Linked DNA regions of Mus musculus: all the other regions are linked to region 3. Evidence: chromatin contacts called from public Hi-C and HiChIP or PLAC-seq data. All regions are on one chromosome and are shown on one strand. Each heading gives the region's core, a stretch centred on a gene start, on an enhancer-like site or on the middle of the called end of the contact. The rest is flanking DNA. Distances are from core to core; before and after follow the strand shown.

Region 1 (3,804 bases), core at 555-3,054, 270 kb after region 3:
CGCCCACCAGCCAATCTGAGACAGGTAATTCCTCAGTGTAGCCTCCCTCTCAGATGGGTCTTGGACCATGTGAGGTTGAGAGTTAAAACTAAGGGGGACTCATTTACATAGACCTGTTACAATGCATCTGACTAACTGTGATAGCTTTACAGCAGATTCGCTTTTTAAATAGAGAATATAAGTAATTTTACTGTGAGCGATGTACTGCCTATGTATGAAGGTAGGCACATTTCAATTTGAAAAAAATTTAAAAGAAAAGTCCAGGTTTTAAAATATAATTAATAATAAATCTTAATAGTAAGATGACCATTAAAATTAGTATAATGCATTATAGAATGTTAAATTAATTTTGGGGGGCAAAAGAGCTGAAAATTACTTGTCATGTGACTGATTTAGACTGGGGCTGAAGAGTCCTTTCTGGACTTAATTTCTATCTCTTATTTCTCTCGGGAGTCCCAAGGATGCTGTGTCATCATGTTGTGAATGAAGTCTTTCATCTTTCCACTGAGTCATGTTTTACTGGATTCGTTTTACCTTTGGAATGAGTTACCTTCTTACCGTTTTGGCCCATGCAAGAACGCAAGGTGCCATGCTAGAGGATCGCCTCCTTCGCTTTGCTTGTTATCAGTGACACCCCGTGACCTCTCCTTTTGAGTCTACTCTGTCTCCTCTCTGCTGGACCACTAGCATCTCACCTCTGCTCTTCAGCATCCTCGTTAAAAAGCCATCTCTGTGGCTGGAGTGAGAGAGTCTCCTAAGCCAAACTGTCCAGCTTGCAATTTGGACGAAGACCTAGCCAACTCTCCTCCAGACTCCCAGTCAATCCCAATGATGCTCTACAGTCGACTCTAAGTCTCTCAGGCTGAGCCAACACGCACAAGACTCTATATGCAGAGATTCACAGAGCCTACAGAATATAAACACGCACACACAGAGCATTAAGAAAGGATGAGATTTAAGATATTTCTAAACCCAACCCAGAAGGAAGCTGCTATTTTGAGGTCCATCAAGGAACACCTCATGACATACAACTATAAAGTACTTTATAGACCTGGTTTATGAAATTTGACTTACAGAAACTAGTTGCATCACCATGACCTACTGGGCCTCCCATGACCCAGTCCCCACCTTCTTCAGAAGCCTCGGATGACCTCTCCCCATCGTGAACTTCATGCCTCATAACAGAAAACCACATCCTGTCCCTGTGTACAGTGTGCCCCTCCCTGTGACCCTGGTAGAACAGTTTCCTCTTTAACATGGCTCTGTTTGGCTACAGCTTGATACTCAACTCTGGGCTTAAGGAATTCCATGTTGAGCTAAATGTGTGTCTTCTGAGGTCCAGATACCAAAGCATTAACTACTTTACCTGTGGGAAAAAAGTTTGAGTGACCCTGTTATGATGGTGGTGGTGGAGGTGATTGCTTAGCTACTGTAGAAGAGGCAGGTAGGGCTGAGGGAGCTGAGGAACCCGTTGGATCTTTCTGCAGTAGGGGATGGGCTGGGGTGTGAATTCAGACAGCTCGCTAATGTCGGGCGGTGGTGACGCACGCTTTTAATTCCAGCACTTGGGAGGCAGGGGCAGGCGGATTTCTGAGTTCGAGGCCAGCCTGGTCTACAAAGTGAGTTCCAGGACAGCCAGGGCTATACAGAGAAACCCTGTCTCGAAAAAACGAACGAACCAACCAACCAACCAAAAAAAAAAACCCCAAAACAACAGAAAAAACGAACGAACCAACCAAAAAAACCCAGACAGCTCGCTCCTAAGGCTGCACCTGTACATCTGACAGCAGCATGAGAGCTGGCGACGGGCCCCTTGGCAAGTGCTCACTGATGGAAACTCAGTGTGTGCTCACCGCATCTCACCCTGTTAGCATTATGGAAGTTGAACATGATACAGCAAAGAGAATCATTCTGACATTACATTTTACCTCTGGCAAAGCCGGTGACAGAAAGATGGGAGTGCTGAGGGATGACCAGCTAACTTACCAGATTAACATCAGCTTCCTTGTTCTCTCAGACATGTTCTCCTCGTATGGACAACCCTTGGTGTTAGCCTGGGTAGAGGGAAAACAACCTGGTGTTTGATGGCAGCTCTCTGTCTTGTCACCCATCCTTCCATTCGGAGCCCAGTGGGAGTCTCTTGTTGAAAGTGAATGTGGAGTGTTTTCTATCTCAAAGATACTTCCATGTACAAGAAGTACTTTAAGTTTGCAAGCCGTGTTAGCGGTTCGGATAAAGCACCCTACGAGCCGACCGCTGCCTCTTCTCGTCTGGAAGCCGTTTTTCAGAGCCACAGATAAATCTGTGATCGTTTCTGTGCTGTGGAATATTGCTAGGTGACTTGGGAATAACTGAAGTGTCTTCAGGTGGGTCCCTGAATTAGTATTTTTTAATTTAAAAAGTTCAAATGTATTATTTTTGTTATGGTCTGTTGAAGATCAGAAGTCCCCACGGACTGATTACGCTTTTGAATTATAAATGAGAAGTGAGGGGTCGTGTTCTCCATAAGCCTTTTCTCTGCTTCTTCATTAAAATTCTCAGATGAAAGAAAACATTGAAAGCAGAATATTGGCTTATAAATAATGATAATAATAATAATAATAATAAAGATGGTAACTTCCACATATACACTTTATGACGTTGTTAATAGAGTCTATTTTGCATTAGATCAAATAATCCATTGTTTAGAATAAAGACCTGTGTAACTTTCTTTCTCATTTTTTCTTTTTTTGTTTTTGTTTTTTTGTTTTTTTCAAGACAGGGTTTCTCTGTGTAGCCTTGGCTGTCCTGGAACTCACTCTGTAGACCAGGCTAGCCTCGAACTCAGAACTCCGTCTGCCTCTGCCTCCTAAGTGCTGGAATGAAAGGCATGAAGCCATCACTGCCCGGCCCTGTGTAACTTTCTGTCCCAGACTAAACCAACACTGGGAATAATTGCAAGGGCCTTGATGTTTGCTTGGTTGTTTATGATGAGCTGTGTCGCTGGGAATCATTCATTTAATCCCCTCCCCCCCAGTTACAACTCTTTCATCTTAAAGGGACAGGCTTACCAGTTCCCATCTTTCTCCTGGGTGAGGTTTAGAGGGTAACCCCCTCCATGTCACCCCCGTCTTACTGAACCCAGGGTGACCTGCTTTAACTATTTCCTCTGAAGTCAGTGGTCTGGCTTCAGGCCCTCCCTGTCTTGTGGGCATAAGTATGTGGCAAGCCAATTCTGCTTTCTGTTTAAACTATGCGAAGGGGTCATCCCGTTCCAAATGCAGCTCTTGCAAAGACACGGGCCGAAGACAGTCTCCTCCTCAACGTGTGCCCATTCTCATCTGCGGACCATATTGGGTCATCTCTTTGACCTGGGCTGAGCAAGAGAAGCTACGTTTTGAGGTTCCACTTAACCCCGGAGTGTGTGGGTCTGATGGACCAGGGTGTGGAGCATGTGGGACTTTGGGGAGGTGGAAGTACGTGCCCTAGCTGTTTGCTGACCTTCGCGATACCAAATGGGGAAGCTGAGCACTCCGGGTTCCCGTCTCTCCTGAAGCAGAGAGTAACTTTGCAACAGCTTTTTGCCCAATGGGCAAATGCCAGGTTCTGCTGTGGAGGGCTTAGGGGGCCTTTTTATTTCCTGATAGAAGAGGCAGGAAGCAGTTGGCACTGCCCCCTCAGCCCTTTTAGTCTCAGACATAGCTAGGACATCTGCAGCTACTGTGCTCATTCTGCAACTTTGAGACAATAAAGTCTAAAATTGGTAGTGCAAACCACGTGATAGCTTATGCCTGAAACCCCAGTACTGAAAAGACTGAGGCAGGA
Region 2 (3,623 bases), core at 675-3,174, 300 kb after region 3:
ATCATACGGGTAGCATAGCACAACCAGGATTCCGGGTCAGGCCCATGGCTCTGTCATATGGTTCTTCACTGCTAAAGCCCACAGCTCAGCAAACACTGTTTCAACTACAGATCAGTGGAGGCAGAACACCACTGATCTGACTCCCAGCTAAAGATCTGAGAGAATGCCACAACCCTCTTGCCCCTTGAAAGACTCAGCAGGAATCTATGAGAAAAAGGGAAGCTCTCTCCACCCCTACTTCATTATGGTGATGCATTATTGCTTCCCATGTGGCTAAATGATTTCTACTCCCTTCAGGTTATGAAGCATAAGAAAGGAGGATACTTAAGAGAGGAAGACCAAGCATTTTGGTTTTGAGGGTAGTGGTGGAAGAGGGGATTTTTATAAGCTACTTAGGATTTTTCACTTGTCTACACCTGCCCGCCTAAATGCTGAGTTACTGGGGTCGATGCTCTCCGTTCCTGTTCCAAGCACCTGGTGCCAGCGTTGAACCTGGAAGTCCTACTTCTGTGATCTCACACTGGGCTCCCATCACCCACCCCTCTTCATGGTGGGCTTTGGGACAGCTTCTAACACTACCTCCCTGAAGGGCTTTACCAATGAAAGAGTTATGCTTAGTGAAGTGTAGTAGCGCACACTTATAATTCTAGCACTCTGAAGGGTCACCCAGAGTTCTGGGCTAGCTTGGGCTACAAAGTGTGGGGCCTGTCTCAAATCAAAAAAATAAAAACAATAACTAGGGCATGGTGGTGCACACCAGTAATCCCAACGCTCTGGAGATAGAGGCTGGAGAATCATTATGCTCAATATTACCCTCTGTCATTCTCAGCTAATTGAGATCTTGAGAGAGAGAGAGAGACAGAGACAGAGAGAGACAGAGAGAGACAGAAACAGAGAGATAGACAGACAGACACACACAGAGAGACACAGAAAGAGACAGAGACACAGAGACACACACAGAGAGACAGAGACACACAGAGACAGAGGCAGACAGACAGACAGACAGACACACACACACACACACACACACATGGGGGTGGGGGAGAGGGAGGAAGACTAGGACCTTATATGTTTAACCTGAAATGAGCTGGATAAATACCAGCTCAATTTAGGTCTTATTAGAATGTTCTGGAAGCCCTGTTGCCTTATAGTTGACACCTTCCGTGAATGGGAAGCTAATGGATTCTTTCATAAATCGAGGGTGATAGACATAGAAATGAGACTGACTCATGCTTGTCTTACCATCTTTTGTTTTGCTATTCCAGGTGAGATAGATTTCAGTGAACCAGATGGACCCATTGAGAGAGGTAACAGCCACCGATTAGCTCACTCCCTAGGGAAGAAGCAGGTGACAGGATTTAGGTAGGAAAAAGAGCCCGAGAACAAAAGGTGGTGTCATTACTTGGAACCACGGTGCTGTTTGGGTTCCATCAGCTCCAGTTTCCCAGGCAGGTCCCTCATGAGGATAATTCTGCCCACTTCACTTCCTTAAGAGGTTCTGAGCTCTACATGGGGGCAGCTCTGTATGTTGGTTGCTTTCTGAGACTTGTTCAATCCCCCTGAGCTACGCCCGCTCTGTAAAATCCGAGAGTAGAAACACAGTTGTGCCGTACGGTAATTTAATGAAAGGCTACACTTCAGGAGACGAAATGTTGCTGGGTCCCTTTGTGTCTGTGTTGGTTGTGTAACAAAGGAAGATGACTCACACGCAGTTCGGTCCTCTGGGACCAGCCAGAGTCTTGATTACATCTTGGTTCCTGCCTGTCTTGTGGAGCAAACACTTGGACAGTCAAAGACCCAGGAGGACGGCAATGATTACCTTTAACAATTCCTGGTCCCTGGGTTGAACTTGACTATTGGTTTTTATGACAGAGACCACACCAGTGTCAGACCAGAGGTAGACAGCGTCTTTCCGATTTCTCTAAGATAAATAAAAGATAGGATTCCGCCTCAGCGTGGGAAAGCCGTTCCAAAGAAATCAGGCAGGGATGGTTATCTTGACGGCAGCCATCGAAAGGAAATGGTTGCTGTGTTGCTAATCCCCAGGACTGAGAGAAAAGAAATACGCGAAGCTTTCAGAGTGTTAAACAAACAAACACGCCATCCCTGTACCATGGCCAGTCCGGGTGTCCATTACGACGTAAATGATTGATAGTAATATTTCACAAGGTTCATGATGCTGCGTGTATCAAGTTCCTAGGCTTAAACATCAGGTACACTCTGTTCTGGAGAGCTAGCCAGTCCAGGTTTAGAGTATGACGTAAATGATTGGTAGCGGTATTTGATGAGGTTCATTATGGGATGTATAAATCAAGCTGACACATCAGCTTCACTCTATTCTGGAAAGCTGCAAAGTCAAAGCTACGTGATAAGAAAGCGCCAGAGAGGGACCATCTGTTGGCTATTAGCGCGTTTCTTTTGAACGTACTGTACAAGCTGCGCGCAGGTACAGAGAGTGCATTTGCAGAGATTAAAAACCATGGTTACACTAGCGCACACCTGTCTCTGGGGAGCCTCTTTTGTAATGCGCGTCTGTTTCCTGTGGCTGTTGGGCTTACCCTGACATCTGCCTGCAGAGTGTGTGTGCCGTTTTGAGTCTCTTCTGGGGCGATGGAGACTGTAGGGTCTGTTGAGGCAGTATAAATGCTAGAGGCCGGTCTAGAATGTGCGAGTCAGCTCCAACATCCCTTCACAGGGAGATGTTGTAGCATGATACATAGTTGCCTCCTGTTTAAAGCATCCTGTTTGCCTTTCAAAATCAAGTCTCCAGCCTTCCACCCATATGGAATCTATCCGAACCTACAAAAACATTCAAATACCGATGACTCAGGAATAATATTTTTAAAGTAACAATGTTTCTTAATTTCTCCCTTCATTTTAAGAGAATCCCTACAGTTAGCAAAGATAACCATTGTTCAAGACTTTGAAACTAGGGTTTCCAGGCCTCCATGAAGCAAGAAGCAAGCAAGGCAGACTCCCAGAGGGCTGGTCTTCCCCTGGGCACGGTTTTCTAAGATAGGGAGTCTCTGCTTTCCCATCTTGCCTAGCAAAAGTCAGGAGATACTAATTCCTACTTGGGTGACAGGAAAATGACAGAGCTGTGTGACTCACTGACAGGGCCTATAGTCTCTGTTTCACAGGCAGGAGGTGACGAGTGTGAGGAGTCCAGCCTTTGGGCTGTAACCTTGGGTTCCAAAATGGGCAGCTCAGGCAGCAATGCAGGAGTTAGATCCCCACATTTGCTACCGATGAGTGAGGACTCGGGGTTCAGGTAGGTGTGGACGGGCTGCCACTTGGTGGTGGGGGGGGTGACATCTGACTCAATAAGGACATTGGTTACCATGGAGACTGATTTGTACATATTCCAAACTGTTCCTGATGAGCAATGAAGCAATGAGGATATGAACACTGCAGAGTGAGACACATCTCACGCGTGCCTTCTCGGGCAGGATGGTTGCCAATTCGAAGGGTTACTAATCTCATCGCAGCCTGGCTGGCTCAGAGTAATCCCAATGACTTCATTTACAAGCTGGGGACAAGGGTGTGTGTGGGTGATTTGTTTAGCATCGGAGATATACAGGAAGGACAAATTGCATCTTAATGCAATCTCTGTCTTAGGGTTT
Region 3 (3,400 bases), core at 404-2,903:
CCTAGAGTTAAGCAGAGAGCCTAGTTTGTGCCTGGCCGTCGCAACTGTAAAGCAGGGATACTGAGTTCCTGCCTTGAAGGCTTGTCCTCCTGAGTGAGCAGAGATCACAAGCCCTTGTCGGCACACCATGCACATCTTACAACAGCTTGTCTCCCTCTTCTATTGTGTCTCAATTATCTAAATATAACTAAGAGGGAAGAGAAGGTTGGCTCTGATCAGAAGCTTTCAGGGTCCCCAGGATAGAAGTATGTGCTGAACAACCAAGTTCACTCCTGCGAAGCCCCTCACTTCTGATGAATATGTAAATGAACATGTAATCTGAGTCCCCAGGATTTCCACACCAAGTCCTGATATCTATCTGTAAGGATTAAACATCATTTAGTGAGGTGAATGCAACGTACCTGGCTCAGAGCTACAATGCATTCAGTACATTAAAGCAGCTGACACGATGACTTTTTGCGGGCCTTCCCAGGCACTGGAGTTTTTCTGTTAATTTGCCGCACTAGGTCATAAAAGATCTGCAAACATATTTTATTATTATTATTATAATTACTATTATTATTATTACCACCACCACTTGTTTTTTTAAAGAGGGAAAACAAACTCAAAAAACCCAAAAATGAAAAAGAGAAACAAAAACTCCTGGCAATTTCCACAGCTGTAAAGGAATCTCCACGTTTTCTTTTGCAGAAGGAGTGTAAAGCCAGTGTTCTTATAAGTACCAGGTTTTGTTTTGTTTTCTGAGAAAATTAAAACCATTTCTATTAAAGTAAGAGTTGAAGAATTCTACTTAATGCAGTTAGCTCTCCTACAACAAAGAAGCCCTTTACTGTCTCAGACGGCTTGGCTTTGCGCGTCTTTTGTGCCTTGCTATCTATGGGGCGTCACCTACTTCAAGGACCACACTATCTTTCTGAGTTTTAGCCTTTATATAAACTCTCAAATACTCAATGAAATTAATGGTTTTTAAAACTGGCCTTCTGCCTAACTTTCCCTTAAACCAACATATTGTTACTCATATGCATGCATATGCCAGACAAGTTTTTTTTTTTTTTTTGGCCTATAAGAGCATATATTAACTTAGAGTTCTTTGTAATACTTTTCTTTAAAAATTAATTAATTAATTTTTGGAGACAAGGTTTTTCAGTATAGCCCCAGCTATTTGGAATTTGCTTGGTAGGCCAGGCTGGCCTCCAACTCAGAGATCCACCCACTTCAGCCTTCTGAATGTTGGTATTTAAGGCATGTGCCACTACCATCTGGCAAAAAATTATTATTTTTATGTGTGTGTTTGGGTCATGCATGAGTTTATGTGCACAGTGAGCATGCAGGCTCCCAGCGACATCAGAAGAGGGTGCTTGGGTTCCAGATGGTCATGAGTCACCATGTCAGTCCTGGGAACTAACCCCGGGTTCTCAGAAGAGTAAGTAAGCGCCTCGGGGCTCAGCCACCTCCCCGCCTCTCCATTAATTTAAGATGCTGCACTGAGCCTAAGAAGCTATTCTAAGTACACATGCACATACCTCATTAACATTTATTTTGGACTTTGCAGAGGATTCTAAGAATGCACAGTTGTTCCACTGTCTTGCTAGGTTCTGACCTTGTTCCTTTCCTACAACTCTTTCATCTTCCAAGTCGCATTTATTGCCAACCAGAATCATTGGAACCTGCGAAGACAGTCATGAGGGAAAAAGACAATTATACAATACGACCAAGCTATAAGGTGCTTACAACAGAGGGGAGATTCATACCACAGCGGACCCAATCACAGTAATCAAAAAACCTTTTTAATAGGAAGTACAAAGGGTGTTACCATGAAAAGCTGGCAGATTTCAACACTTCAAAATGTTTAAGGGTGTGAACCAACTTCACGTTTGTTTGGTTCCTGACACACGGTTACTGAATTACACAATACAAAAAGGGGAAATTAAGAAGGTCCCTAAAGCAGAAATTTCAGCTTCTCACGTCCTAAGTGTAACCTCTCATTTCACAGTCTATGACAAAATAAATCAACTTAGTACAAATAAATACTTATTAATGGCCTCTCAAGTTGGGCTAGATCTAATGTTTGTAATTTTAAAAGAGTAGTACGGGGAAAGTAATGCAAACCACTAGTGGCCATTAACATTTTAAAAGATACTTTTTAAATAAACAATAATGCAATTGCAGAAAAACAAAAACTTGCAGATTCTCAGTTACAGAAGTGCAGAAAGGGGCTGGAGAAATGGCTCAGTGGTTAAGAGCACTGGTTACTGCTCTTCCAGAGCTTCTGAGTTCAATTCCCAGCAGCCACATAGCAGCTCACAACCGCCCTATAATAGGATCTGATGTCCTCTTCTGAAATGCAGGTATACATGTAGAGAGAGCACTCAGACACATAAAAACATTAAAAAAAAATCTTTAAAAGAAACAGAAGTGCAGAAAATGACAGCATCCACCATAAAGGCACTTAGCTCTTTCAATATTAGTTCACTTAACTCTATGATTGGTTCGTTCTTTCTTTCTTTTCTGTCTGTCTGCCTGTCTCTTTCTTTCTGTTTTTGTTTGTTTGTTTTTTATTTTGTTTTGTTTTGAGCTAAGAGTCTCACTTATAGCTCTGGCTGTCCAGGAACCTGCTAGGAATAAGTGCACACCCAACCGCCCAGCGCTACAATGGTCATTAAAGTGTGGCATTCACATCCGCAGCAGCATCACCAACAAACCTGTCAAAAAGGCAAATTCTCAAGCCCTACACTAGCCTCGTGAGTCAAAGGTTCTGTAGCAATTCCTACTGAAATTTTGATATAAGATCACACAAACTTAAGAACCTATGCCACAGGTAATGAGGAATTAAAGCCACCGTTGTGAAATCTATAGATTTTAGAGTCCATTACACTTCACTCTGCAGGGACACCTAAATTTAATGTTTTAGAACTGAACATATTGGTTGTTTGTCTTTACCATTATGTTCCTTTCCAATACAGAGACATATTTAGGCATATATATGGTCATAGATAAATGTGGCTAGATCTTACTTTCAAAGCATTTTGCCCATCAACCCAGCACTTGGGGGAAGAAGGCAGGAGGCTCACTCCAAGTTCAAGGCTAGCCTGGGCTATAGGGAGAGTCTGTTAAGTCTACCGTGAATGTGGCCACACACAGCTTTCTCCCTCCCCACATACTCATGGTCTAGAAACAGAGACACAAAGCCTGCAGGTGGTAATTCTGGTGTGGCGAGATCAAAAAGGAGATCATGCCTGAGCAGCAAACACTTAAACTGCTTTTAAAAAAGCAGGAGCAAAAAAATAAAGGCAAGCTGGGTGGTGGTCTCTTTAATCCCAGCACTTGGAAGGCTGAGGCAGACAAATCTCTGAGTTCAAGACCAGCCTGGTCTACAGCGTGAGTTCCAGGACAGCCAGGG

The links. A called contact is a pair of places that touch in the nucleus more often than the background predicts. HiChIP or PLAC-seq counts read pairs in DNA pulled down with a chosen protein or histone mark.
Region 1: a contact with region 3 is called in an H3K4me3 HiChIP or PLAC-seq map of bone marrow-derived macrophages, with 4 times the contacts expected there. The contact joins two enhancer-like sites. A contact is called at or near these places in 3 of 484 Hi-C or Micro-C datasets (bone marrow-derived DN3 thymocytes, bone marrow-derived macrophages and regulatory T cells), 2 of 115 datasets of contacts at active chromatin or transcription factors (bone marrow-derived macrophages and large pre-B cells) and 2 of 9 other capture datasets (adipose tissue and liver).
Region 2: a Hi-C map of bone marrow-derived macrophages shows a contact between it and region 3, with 25 read pairs. The contact joins two enhancer-like sites. A contact is called at or near these places in 11 of 484 Hi-C or Micro-C datasets (B cells, CD8 T cells, Th17 cells and 7 more), 6 of 115 datasets of contacts at active chromatin or transcription factors (bone marrow-derived dendritic cells, bone marrow-derived macrophages, cardiomyocytes and 3 more) and 3 of 9 other capture datasets (adipose tissue, liver and pancreatic islet).

Annotation. Positions count from the first base shown.
Region 1 is chr10:118,082,042-118,085,845 of GRCm38.p6, forward strand. No RefSeq gene overlaps it. Among named protein-coding and RNA genes, the nearest start is that of Mdm1, 58 kb to the right of the region's middle. Within about 2 kb of position 1,805, at least 112 of the 459 cell types and tissues checked have an H3K27ac peak or open chromatin away from gene starts, as enhancers often do. A contact at or near this core is called in bone marrow-derived macrophages, where this site is marked.
Region 2 is chr10:118,119,572-118,123,194 of GRCm38.p6, forward strand. No RefSeq gene overlaps it. Among named protein-coding and RNA genes, the nearest start is that of Mdm1, 20 kb to the right of the region's middle. Within about 2 kb of position 1,925, at least 117 of the 459 cell types and tissues checked have an H3K27ac peak or open chromatin away from gene starts, as enhancers often do. A contact at or near this core is called in bone marrow-derived macrophages, where this site is marked.
Region 3 is chr10:117,816,943-117,820,342 of GRCm38.p6, forward strand. It overlaps Rap1b (RAS related protein 1b), which reads right to left. Exons shown (of 8, transcript NM_024457.2): 6 at 1,524-1,667; 7 at 402-518. The coding sequence ends at 432. Among named protein-coding and RNA genes, the nearest start is that of Nup107, 26 kb to the left of the region's middle. Within about 2 kb of position 1,654, at least 28 of the 459 cell types and tissues checked have an H3K27ac peak or open chromatin away from gene starts, as enhancers often do. A contact at or near this core is called in bone marrow-derived macrophages, where this site is marked.